Linked DNA regions of Sus scrofa: regions 2, 3 and 4 are each linked to region 1. A link is a contact called in public Hi-C data. All regions are on one chromosome and are shown on one strand. Each heading gives the region's core, a stretch centred on a gene start, on an enhancer-like site or on the middle of the called end of the contact. The rest is flanking DNA. Distances are from core to core; before and after follow the strand shown.

Region 1 (2,837 bases), core at 331-2,830:
GGAATCATACAATGTTTGGCCTTTTGAGTCTGGTGTATCTTACTTAACATGATGTTTTCAAGGGTCATCTATGTTGTAGCATATGTTAGAATTGCATTCCTTTTTAAAGCTGAGCAATATTCCATTGTATGTATACGTACATACATCATATTTTGTTTATCCATTCATCTGTTGAGAGATATTTATGTTATTTCCACCTTTGGGCTACTGGGAATGATGCTGCCATGAACATTGATGTACAAGTATCTGAGGCCCTCCCTACTTTCAGTTATTTTCAGTAGACACCAAGAAGTGAAATTTCTGGATTATATGGTAATTCTATATTTAACTTTTTGAGGTACCACTAAACCATTTGCCACAGAAGCTGCCCCATTTTACATTCCTACCAGCAAGGCACAAGGGTTCCAGTTTTTTCACATCTCACCCATTGCCAAAATTTGTGATTTTCCAATTTTTTGGTAATAGCCATTCTAGTGGATACAAATAATATCTCATTATGGTTTTAATTTGCCTTAGTGACCAGTGATGTTGGTCATCTTTTCATGTGCTCAGAGGCCATTGGTATATCTTCTTTAGTGAAATGTCTGCTCAGGTCCTTTGCCCATTTTTCAATTGGGTTGTTTGTCTTTTGTTAAGTTGTAAGTTTCCTTATATAATTTTGGGTAGTACAGTCTTCATGTAGATACCCTCATTCCTTGGGCCCGTAAATACTGTGATTTTGGGCCACACCTGCAGCATATGGAAGTTCCCAGGCTAGGGGTCGAATGGGAGCTGCAGCTGCTGGCCTATACCACAGCTCACGGCAATGCAGATCCTTAACCCGCTGAGCAAGGCCAGGGATTCAACCTGAGTCCTTATGGATTCAAATCAGTTTCCTTACTGCTGAGCCACAATAGGAACTCCAGTAAACATAAATTTCTAACATTGCCTATTATAAACACCTGCTTTATTAAGCAGTAGCTTATATAGCCAACGGGAAAGTTACTGGTATTTCACCAAATGTGAAAAATCAGCTTAGGAAATATGTAACTCAAATGATTTTCACTAAAAGAATGTTAATTTTCAGTTTGCCAAGTGGAATTCATTATAGCTTTTAAGGAACGGCATTCCCCCTCACTTTTATGGTCATCACTCACTCCCACATCCCTTTTCCTTTTGGTCACTGTTACTCCAGGCCTCAGAGAGTTGAATGGTGCCTCCTTAGGTAGGTTAACTATAAAGCTGATGAAGCATACATTTTAGGGCCTCTTACTTGCATGGTCCTCTTCCAAGATCTTATACCTAATTATGCCTTTGAACTTTTATTTTTTACAGAAGTCTTTCCAAGTTTTATAAACTTCAGGTCCACAAAATCCGGATGTGCCCCTGAATACGTTCCTTCCATCTGAAATCATGTCTTAATCATTGTTGCACTGCTGACAAACCGGCCTGGGATCTATTGATCAGTATACTAAGTTATTTATGGCTGGCTTTCTTGCTTTGCAGTTTCTGATCTAGGGTGCCAAGCCACCACACTTTTCTGCACAGTTCCAGAAAAACATGAGCTCTGGGTGTTTCTAGTCAGCCCTGGTATGCTCCCCTGGCTTCTGTTCCGAGCTTTGTCAGCACACAGCACTTGTCTGGCTCTGGCCACTCAGAGGAACATGCAGGCCAAAGTTTGAAAATTTGGTTCCTAGCTGTTCATGCAAAATATGCTTGTCCTTTTGTACTGTGCACAGAGCCATAAATAGAATTTTGTACTTGCATAGTGAGGGCAAAGAATGCCATTACCAGCCTAATGCCTCATCTTTGAAAACTTTCATGAGCATAGCTTAGGCAATTTCCTAACTATTAGGGTATCTTGTGAGGAGTAAAAATGAACCTTCTGTCCCTTTATCAGATTGTATGATTTCATTAAACAGAAATGAATTTTTAAAAAATTAAATAAATCTTTATATATTCGCTCCTGTCCTGCTGTAAGGCTTTAATAACAAGGAGCTCATTCATGTATATAAACTGTTTTCAATTCTTCTCCTTTTCTCTGTGCAGTTGTAATAACTCAGACAATTGACATTTTTCTATGAAGGGGATATCTGACAAGATATCAGCATGGTCTCTTTCGAAAGGCATTTTTTCTTCCTTAAAAAAAAAAGAAAAAAGAAAAAAGAAAACTCAATTCCCCCTTCCCTTCTTTCTTTTCTTTCTCTTCTTGGTCTTTCTCTTCTCTTCCAAGAACAAGTCCATCCTATAGTCATTAGTTTGTACAGAGCAAGGTGTGCACCCACTGGAAGTATGGAGTATCCCAACCCTGTCATTATGAGGGAAGCTCCAGATGAAGGGTGGGGTGTGCCCATGAAGCTCAAGAGAACTGGTGTGGCTTTGGCAGGGCATCTGTGCAAGGGAAGGATGACAACAGTGGGTGACTGGTTACAACCCAGTAGAGTTGATCAAATAGGTAAATATTTTAGGAATAATGGAAATGCATTTCTTAATAAAAGAGAAGGGAGTTACAGGTACAGAAAGAGAGAAAGTTACACTTAACCCAGTGGCATTGCATTGGAGTTGCGAGTATTGGTGTGAACAAATGATTTTCATTCTACGGAGATCGAGAATTACATGTGTAAATGTTTGTGTGCACATGTGTACAGCTATGTCTTCTCTAGCTCTGTCCATTCAGAAAACTTAGGAGCAGCAGCACCCCAAGAACAGTGACCATACCCAGCAGCCCCAGATCTTGGCTTTTAACACCATTCTATCCTAAAGGATACCAAAACCAGGGCAGGGAAAGTACAAGATGAGATTGAAACATCTCGTTGGGCCAGAAAGCAAGAAAGTGCTCATAGAATGATGAGGATGTA
Region 2 (2,978 bases), core at 283-2,782, 150 kb before region 1:
ACCTAAAAGGATATTTTCATAAACAGATGTGAGAGTAAGATCTACTATAATGTATATAAAAGATAATTGCTTCTTATTTAATACATACCGTAAAATTCCATCACAGGTTAAAGATTTACTATAAATTCAATTTAAAAGAAATTAAAAAAAATGGAGTATGTAATCTAAAATTTAAATATATGCTAGAATATATGTATGTATATACATACATACAAAACTTGGAAGTTGAAAGGTACTGTTAGTATTGCCTTTTTTATTTTGCTGTTTATGATTAGGCACATCTTCTCTAAATAGCTTTTAGTCATCAGCTGGTCCAATACAGATTATACTGCTTTGAGTATATTTAAGTTGTTGACTACTATATAGAAATATGTGTATCTTTTTCTGTACAGTGTTAAGGAAAGTAGGTTGATGACTATGGACTACAAAAACATTAAAAAATCTTTTTTTTTAAGTAAAGGTTTGTATTTGTGTTTACATTTTGGCTTATTCATCCATATATTGCTTTATAATAGATGAATTTCAGTTGGCCAATCCATATTTAAGCACGCACTAAATTCAGCCATTGGTTTTGGCTTTCCATTGAATGGACTGACCTTTGAAGATTTTTTTGTTATTGTTATTTGTTCTCTTTAATATGATCTGCCTAAAACTCTTTGGAAAAGAAAAATGTTTCTTTTTTTTTTTGTTTTTGTGTTTTTTTAGGACCGCACCCATGGCATATGCAGGTTTTCAGACTAGGGGTCCGATCAGAGCTGTAGCTGTTGGCCTACAGCTAGTAAATCTTTTAAAATTGCAAATTATAAGAATAAATAACTTTTTGCAGTTATCAGTGCTTTTGCACTAAAAATTATATAAGGACTAAATTGAAGTATGGAAAGAAGTAAGTATGATTCAGCTACATGCAATTGAGAGCACAATTTCTTTAGAGAAATATTTTAAGCAGTTTGTCCATTCCTTCTTCTTTGGTTATTGCATAATTAGGTATGTTTCTTAGCTGGTGGACAGACATGAAATAACTCTCTGGACTGGCATATGCTTAAAAACCTTTGCTATATATTGACTGCGAGAAAAATCACTGGCAATTTACCGCTGATCTAAATTTGAGCACCTAAAATCTTAACGCTAAATTGAATATTTAGTGGTCATAAAGTAAGTGGTCCATAGGAGCAGAGGTACAGAGTTGGAACAGTGAGAACCATAAAGAACTCTAGCTTTATGTTTTTAATTTACACACTTGGTTTTATTTTCCTTCACCACATAAATTGTTATAAATTTTCCACTTGCTAGGAAGGATTTCTCAAGCATTGCTAGACAGTTTAGCTTATTTTTCTCCTGGATAAATTTGTATGCAATCATTTTAACAGGTGAGAGAATTCAAGGAAGTGGTGACTTGCTAGGAAATGAGTTTGCAAGGCTTTGATTTTTTTTTTTTTTTTTCATTACTGGTATGATTTCCCAAATACCTCATTTCATTTTCACGTAAAAGGTACTTTTCCATCTCATCACTTCTACATTGAGCAAGTCTACCCACTAGGAGGCACTCTTTCCAAACTTTATTTTTCAGTGCACCCGGAAGACTTTTCCCCAGTAAACCTTGTGGGTATTTATTCATCTTTTCTGTTTTTATTTCTAGGCTAAAGGTTTTTGCATGCAGTCTCTACTTGCCAGTGGAAACAGGCTTTTTTGTTGTGAAAACAACAAAAAAATCTTCCACATATTTTGATTGGTACCTGTTTTTCTAGGTACTGTTTTCTGGAACGGAATATTTAATTTGTTAGAAAAACACAATCTATTTGATATCAAAAGTTCAGTAAAATTCTAATACTTTTAAACCTTTTTTTTTTTTTTACTAATACCTCCCCTTAATATTTTTTTCTCTTAGGTAGAAACATATAGATCCCTAAGTTTATGTCAGTTGTGCAGAGTTGAGGATATTAAGTCACAATAGAATGCAGTGTTACAAAAAGTAAAACAGTGATTTGTGTTAGGAACAGCTTTCAGATTCAAAAAATCATCAGAGACTGGAAGATTGGTGTATACACAAACATACAGACAGATGAGAACCACCAGACCATAGAGAACGTTTTCTTAGTGGCATGTGGTACTCAGTCTCATTATTGCTGGTCATACACTGATAGATGCAGGCCCCTTGTCATAAGGATGCATGTAGAATTAAACTGGAGTTATTAGTGACATCAGAAAAAATTACAGTTGATCTGTATTTTAGAGGTAGTAATTAATACAGCTATTGAATTTTTAGATAGTTTCAAATTTCTGTTATCAAATATATAACTGAACATTTAAAGTGCATTTCAAGTGGAAATTTATTCATTTAATTAAGTAAAGCTTGATTTTTCAAATTTGTTAAAACAGGTTAGGGACCTGGTTCCATGCATCTATTAATTTATTTATTTAATGATTTTTATTTTTTCCATTATAGTTGGTTTACAGTGTTCTGTCAATTTCTGTTTATTTATCGAGTGCAGACTGTGTTAGGTTCTGTTCGTGACTTTGTTTAGAGCAGCAAACGTAAGAGCAAAATCTCTTGGCTTGTGTTTATATTTGCTTCTAATGGTGGCAGGGGACAAAGGTGCATAGCAGGTTGCAATAAAAAGGGGTAAGACAGTTGTAAAAGGGTTGAGAGTAGTATAAGCCTAGCTATTTTACATGGAGAGGCTGAGATAGGTCTCTCTGAAAAGGTGCTATTTGAGCAGAGACCTGAAGGAAATAAGAAAGTCATGCATATAAATGGGGCGGTGTTGGGGAACAGTCCAGATAAAAGGAAAAGCAAGCACAGTCCTGTAGTTTATTCTAGAATCAGTCAGATGCCCTGGGCCCGAATGTGCAGGAGAGTGGTAGCAGAGGAGGTCGGAGAGATGTGAAAGGACCTAGTAGAATTTTACTTCCAAGGAGAAAGGACATTGTTGGTAAAATTTGCGCTGATCTGACCTAACTTTTCAGAGGATCGCTCTAAT
Region 3 (2,700 bases), core at 135-2,634, 210 kb before region 1:
TAAGTGGATAAGGGTAAACATAGACTATTTGTGAATAAAATGAGGACGTATTTTTTTCTGTGAAAGTCAAGGAAGTCTTCATGGAGGAGATGATATGTAGGGTGGCACTTGAATGAGAAGTTCATGCAGGTTGTTGATTAAGAATGAGAGAGGCATAAGATGTCTATACAAGCAAACAGGAAAAATCACTTTACATAAATGTGTTGTGCTGTACACTTGTGCACATTTTAGCTTGCTAACAGCATTTTACTGAACTCCAAATAGAACTTTTTAAAAATAATACTAGTGGAGGCACTAGTGTAATGGAATGGAAAATCATCTGTGACGTTGGACTTTCTCTTGCCTTTTTTGGTCCCAGGAGTGAAAATGACATGTGTAAATCTTATAACTCTGTTTTTTAGGGAACAATTAAGTGCTGAATTCTAAGTAGAAGATCTCAGATTGTGCTTTTCAAGTACCTATAACTATGAGAGGTAACAGCTGTTACCAAAGAGGGCTTACACTGAGTTTGACAAGGCTATTTATATTGCCTTGGTAACTATCTTCACTGTCTGATCTTGCCTTTGCTTCTTGTATTTAAGATCGTAGAAAACCCGCCTTCCATAATTAGAGTTTACTTGGCTGTATTCACCACCCACTCTGGTGATTTTTTGGCAGCAGAGTTTGTACAAGTCTTAATTATAGAACCATAGAATTACAGACAACTCTTCAGTGTCCTAGCAGACAAATTTGCTCATGTCTAGGGATGTGAAAAAAAGACTCAGGATTTATATCTTGGGACTTCTGATTCACATTGCACTTAACATTAATTTTGGAGAAGATGGTTAGTCAAATCCATGTTTTTCAGTATATTTTTAGAATAAATGAAGCAGTGTGGCATGAAAAATCCTATAAGGTATGACTTGGGACATGAAATAACTAAACAATAACTTCCATAGATTATTTTTGGCAGGAAGAATTGTTGATAGGTTGTTGACAAAAAGTACTGTTTCCTCAATATTTTACCTATCTGCTTGGATTTTTAAATATTTTCTAAATTAAAGAGAATATTTTTTTCCCTTAAAATTGTTTGGCAAAGTGTTTTTAAAATTCTTAGACTCTCCAAAAAAAGAAATGAAGCTGCCCATGGGAACCTGGGCCCACCCTTTCATTTCTGAATTTAAAAATCATGTTTATATCTCCAGTTACAAAATCTTGCCAGTTCATCTCGGATCTCTCATCTGGGATCCTTTCATCAACACTGAGTTTGTTTCCTCTCGAGAAGCCTTAAAAAATAGTTTGGGCTGTAGTTTTTTGGCTAGGAGCATGACATTTCTCTAGCTGACCTCAAGCGTTTGAGTTGTGAATACTCTGTGGACAGGTCTGCCAAGACCATTTGGTTTCAAATCTTTATTACTGACCTAGAACTAAGCTGAGTGACTTTCGTGGGAAAGGGAAGAATGGAAATGTGATGGTCTCTGACTTCCTTTCCAGGCCATGTGTCAGTGAGGGAGGCCATGATCATCAGGAAAGTGTGGTAGGCTTTGTCTACAGCTAGAAATATGTATTGTATCTAATATTCTTGCTTTAAAAGGCAAAAGATCCTGCTTTAATCTGGAATTTATGTCATTCAAGCATCTTTGAGAACCATTGACCATAAACTACCAGCAGGTGGCAGTAAAGATTTTTGGGGTTTTTTGTTTTTTTCAAAACCAGTTTTTTAGTCTCTAGCAAAGATGGAGTTCAGTAGAAAACTTGAGATGTTTCCACAGTGCTCATGTCACTGGGCTAGAAAGTATTCTTCTTCAGCTTAGCAAGTATGCATTTGTGATTTTCTACCTTTCTGTTTTTATCTACTTTCTTCAGAATTGAACTGAGTCTGTCAGGCTCTGAAAGAAAGCTTGTGTATCACTGGTTTGAATAGATCTTTCTATCATTTATCATTTGTAGTTAAATTCAGGGGTATAACATTATTTTCATGATATTTATGTTGTTATAAGCTTTAAAAAGTGTGTTGTTATAGAAAATATGCTTATTGAAATGCCTCAGAGGTTTTGAGATAAGATCTGTATTTTCAGTATTGTTTATATTTTTTAAGTATGTAATTTTCTTCAGTGCCAAGTTAATGTTTCTCACTTATCTAAAAGAAAATGATTAAATGGCAAGAAATTGTGAGCCCATTATCTTCAAGTATGAAGTGAAAAACAGCAAACAAATTTTCATGGCATTGGGTGATATTTCTCAGAAAAACATCTAATTATATCTTTGGAATTTTTATCTTAGAATCACATTACCAACCCATGTGTGCCCTGATAAGGTTGGTAAACAACTAGGACAAAGGACAAGTTTGCAGTTCAGGGTTCTCAGTTCTGGGGTTCTGTCTGAAAAAGCAACTCTCCAAATCTTAAAAAAAAAAAAAAGAACAGAAATTTCTTCATAGAAAATATTATGATAAGACAACTGCATTTACTCTGATTAGTAAACTTAACCTGATGAAAATGTTTGGGGTTTTTTCCTCTTTGTTTGTTTGTTTGCATGGCTTAAACACATTTTCTGAAACTGAAGAGCAAAGTAGTCTAGAAAAAAAATGTATGTAAAAATATTATATGAAATGACACTGAATATCTGAGAATTTGAAATACTTAAATATGAATTTTCGGTGGCTGCTGGATGTGCAGAAGTTTTAGCTTTCATAGGCCTTCTCCTTAAGAAGGGACGAGG
Region 4 (2,955 bases), core at 324-2,823, 170 kb before region 1:
TCTCAGTAATGATTCTCAGGCAATAGTCCAGGCAGGACTTAATTTTTGCAAAGTTAATATACATCTAGAAAATGCTAGGAAAAAGTCTAAATTAAATGTATTAGCAAATTAGTTACTGGGTATGGCATTATTAATACATTAAATGGAGTCACTGTGGACATCACTCTTTCAACCTAATGATGTGTATGTTTTGAATTTTCCTTATAATTTGGAACTCAGCTGGCTTTAAAAAAATAGCTAACTTGGAAACCAGAGAATAATCCTGAATGTTATGTATCACTTTGGCTGGATTCTCATATTATCTTAGTAAGAGCCTGCAATTAAATAATCACCTAATTAACAAATATTAATTTTTATTCACTAACCCAGATGAAATCTTCTCATTTACTACTTACAAATTGGCTATGGTTCACCAGTGGCTCCAAGATAAAGCCTAAACGCTGTGACACAGCATATGCTTAAACACTAAGCTCTGCTTCGGTCTCACCTTCCATCCCTTCTCTTTCTCACAACCCCCCTTCTGCCCCACACACATACTCTGGGTGGCTCATGTCTTTGTCCCTGTAGACTGTGCTGCTTCCTGAAACTTGTCGCCTTTTTTTGTCTAGTAAATTACTACTACTTATTCATGCCTAGTATCAAATGGCTGAGCAGCTTTTCTGGGCTTGATTGGGTAGCTCTGAAATATTCAGTATTGTCTAGGTTTTTCCAAGGCTGAGAAGATGCTTCATTCATCTCTGTATCCACCTTTTCATCTAGCATCTACCCCAGGATCTTCAAGGTACTCAATAAAAGGGTTATTGTAGATGTTTAGGGAATTTGTCAATAAATTAATAAGTGAATGTTACAATAATCTGTCCCTGGGTGGATAGTAATCAATACTTTAATGACTAGCATCTAATATTTCCTATTCTAATGTTTCGTACTTCACACAGTGAAGAAATCACTATCTATTATATTTTGGAACAGAAGCCTTTTTTTAACTTACTTACCTTTACTTTGAATTCATTGGTAGAATTTAATTATAGTTATCTCAAGCCAATTACCTGACTTCAAATAACTGTACGCTAAATATTGTGGAGATGATCCTCTCTGTATTTGTCTGGTAAAGAGTGACATCTTCTATTCAAAGAACTCTCAGGAACACTTAAGAAGCATTGACTACTCAACATCAAAGTATACCACGATGTTTGGAATAGCCTACCAGGTGTTTGGAATCTCTTTGAGGACACTGACATGTAAAATGAGAAAGGAAAGTGCAAGCCTTCATGGGGTTGTATGAAAAATCTCAGAGGATAAAATAATTGCTATAGGAATTTATAGAGTGGTGTGTTGAGATGCTTAAAGAAGGACTGTGGGAGCAGGTAAGATTTGAGCCTCATTTTAAGAATGAATAAGAGAGGGTACTCCTGGAGGATGAGAGTATCATAGCAGAGATACAAGCTTTGGAGAATATTCCCTTGGTCCCTCCTCTTTATTCCAGGTTTTTCCTCCAGACACTTGCATTTGCCTGCTGCTCTGCACAGGGTCACACTAGCCAAGTTCTGGGAAAGAATCCAGTAGGAAACGTGTAAGATACTTCCTGGCCGTAACAAAATTGCTTCAATATCAAATTGCTTTGTTGCTTGGGTCTCACATCTGTTTCCTTGTCCTTTCACCAACCCCCCTGTTAGTTAAAGTGAATCTCCTGATTCCTGACTCCTCGACCTTTTGACCATTCCCAAAGCCTTACCATTGTGCCTTGGGGTTCTCCTCTGCCTGCTTGATTTCTTTCCTGCCTTCAGTCTCTGAGTTCCTATGGCCTGTGTGTTCTAACTTCTGCCTGCCTGGGGTTCCCAATTTACTGTTCTTACTCAGACCCTTGACTTATTAGTATGGTTAGCTGACTATCTGTCTAGTTGCTGACCTGTTGGGTAGAGTGCATTTCCAGCCAGAGACTGTGGTATCTCAGTTGTCTGCCCAGTTTCTTTTTCTATCATAACAACCAGCTTGCTTGCCATGAAAGATTCATTTGTGGGAACAATGAAAAATATTTGTGGAGATACTGAAAGAAAAAAAGGTTAACGTTGAGCTGTGACGGAATTTTCAAGACAGTTTGAATTTTATATTTCATTCTCTATGCCAGTAGTCTTAAAAACCTGCAATTTTTGAGGTATTGCAGGTTATGTAGGAGTTTTGGCACCTCAAAAACATGCAGGATTATCCATTGGGGTGTGGAAAGATACTATTAGAGTGGTTAGTTCAGTGCATTTTCATCTTTACACATTTTAATGACTAGTTAATTATAATAAAGAATAAATAACAGTGAAAATCTTTAAAATAAAAATCAATCAAAAATCCAATATTTAAATTATAGAGTATCCTAAGTTACTCTGTATACTGGATAGTCACATATCAGGTCTGGTAACAGGCTTCTGGAGGGAGAGTCTAAACTCAATAACCTGGAAGGGTTGACAGTGGGGACCTTGAGTTTTGTTCACTTACAGCATTTTTGAGGTATTGCAGGTTATGTGTACCTTGATTTACAGGTTGTGTTTCTAGCTTTAACCAAAAGAGCACTCACAGAATGATCAAGTGCCTTAAAAAGATTCTTGCCAAGTAACTGCAGATTGAAGCCACTACTCGTGATGTACATGTTAAAGCTGATATTTATACTCCTGAGACAGACCCTTCCTTAACTTTACTAAGAACAAAAATCAGTGCTATTTTATGCAGGTGTAACAGAAACCCCACCAACAAAAACAGATAATTTCCAAGTAGACCCTTAGAAAAACTACACCCTAGGTGTATATTTTACTTTAGAATAGTAAGCATTGTGTAGGTATTATCATTTAGAAATAGTGTTTACTTCATGTTTACACTCAACCTTTAAAATGTCTGCTTTTTCCCATGTTTAGTAATATTTGTATTTAATTCTGAGAATAGATGTACATATTCATCCATTCATGTTTTGAA

What was found. Hi-C and Micro-C count contacts between places; a contact is called where the count stands out from the background.
Region 2: a contact with region 1 is called in a Hi-C map of liver, with 9 times the contacts expected there. The contact joins two enhancer-like sites. A contact is called at or near these places in 1 of 5 promoter capture datasets (liver), 20 of 47 Hi-C or Micro-C datasets (alveolar macrophages, brain, embryonic fibroblasts and 13 more) and 1 of 2 datasets of contacts at active chromatin or transcription factors (skeletal muscle).
Region 3: a contact with region 1 is called in a Hi-C map of liver, with 17 times the contacts expected there. The contact joins two enhancer-like sites. A contact is called at or near these places in 1 of 5 promoter capture datasets (liver) and 17 of 47 Hi-C or Micro-C datasets (adipocytes, alveolar macrophages, embryonic fibroblasts and 9 more).
Region 4: a Hi-C map of liver shows a contact between it and region 1, with 2.6 times the contacts expected there. The contact joins two enhancer-like sites. A contact is called at or near these places in 12 of 47 Hi-C or Micro-C datasets (embryonic fibroblasts, epiblast stem cells, fetal heart ventricle and 6 more) and 1 of 2 datasets of contacts at active chromatin or transcription factors (skeletal muscle).

What each region holds. Positions count from the first base shown.
Region 1 is chr2:98,208,746-98,211,582 of Sscrofa11.1, forward strand. The region is part of intron 87 of ADGRV1 (G-protein coupled receptor 98); the gene reads left to right. Among named protein-coding and RNA genes, the nearest start is that of ARRDC3, 230 kb to the right of the region's middle. Within about 2 kb of position 1,581, at least 6 of the 83 cell types and tissues checked have an H3K27ac peak or open chromatin away from gene starts, as enhancers often do. A contact at or near this core is called in liver, where this site is marked.
Region 2 is chr2:98,058,424-98,061,401 of Sscrofa11.1, forward strand. All of the region lies in intron 84 of ADGRV1 (G-protein coupled receptor 98), which reads left to right. Among named protein-coding and RNA genes, the nearest start is that of LYSMD3, 360 kb to the left of the region's middle. Within about 2 kb of position 1,533, at least 10 of the 83 cell types and tissues checked have an H3K27ac peak or open chromatin away from gene starts, as enhancers often do. A contact at or near this core is called in liver, where this site is marked.
Region 3 is chr2:97,998,152-98,000,851 of Sscrofa11.1, forward strand. The region is part of intron 84 of ADGRV1 (G-protein coupled receptor 98); the gene reads left to right. Among named protein-coding and RNA genes, the nearest start is that of LYSMD3, 300 kb to the left of the region's middle. Within about 2 kb of position 1,385, at least 12 of the 83 cell types and tissues checked have an H3K27ac peak or open chromatin away from gene starts, as enhancers often do. A contact at or near this core is called in liver, where this site is marked.
Region 4 is chr2:98,040,743-98,043,697 of Sscrofa11.1, forward strand. The region is part of intron 84 of ADGRV1 (G-protein coupled receptor 98); the gene reads left to right. Among named protein-coding and RNA genes, the nearest start is that of LYSMD3, 340 kb to the left of the region's middle. Within about 2 kb of position 1,574, at least 5 of the 83 cell types and tissues checked have an H3K27ac peak or open chromatin away from gene starts, as enhancers often do. A contact at or near this core is called in liver, where this site is marked.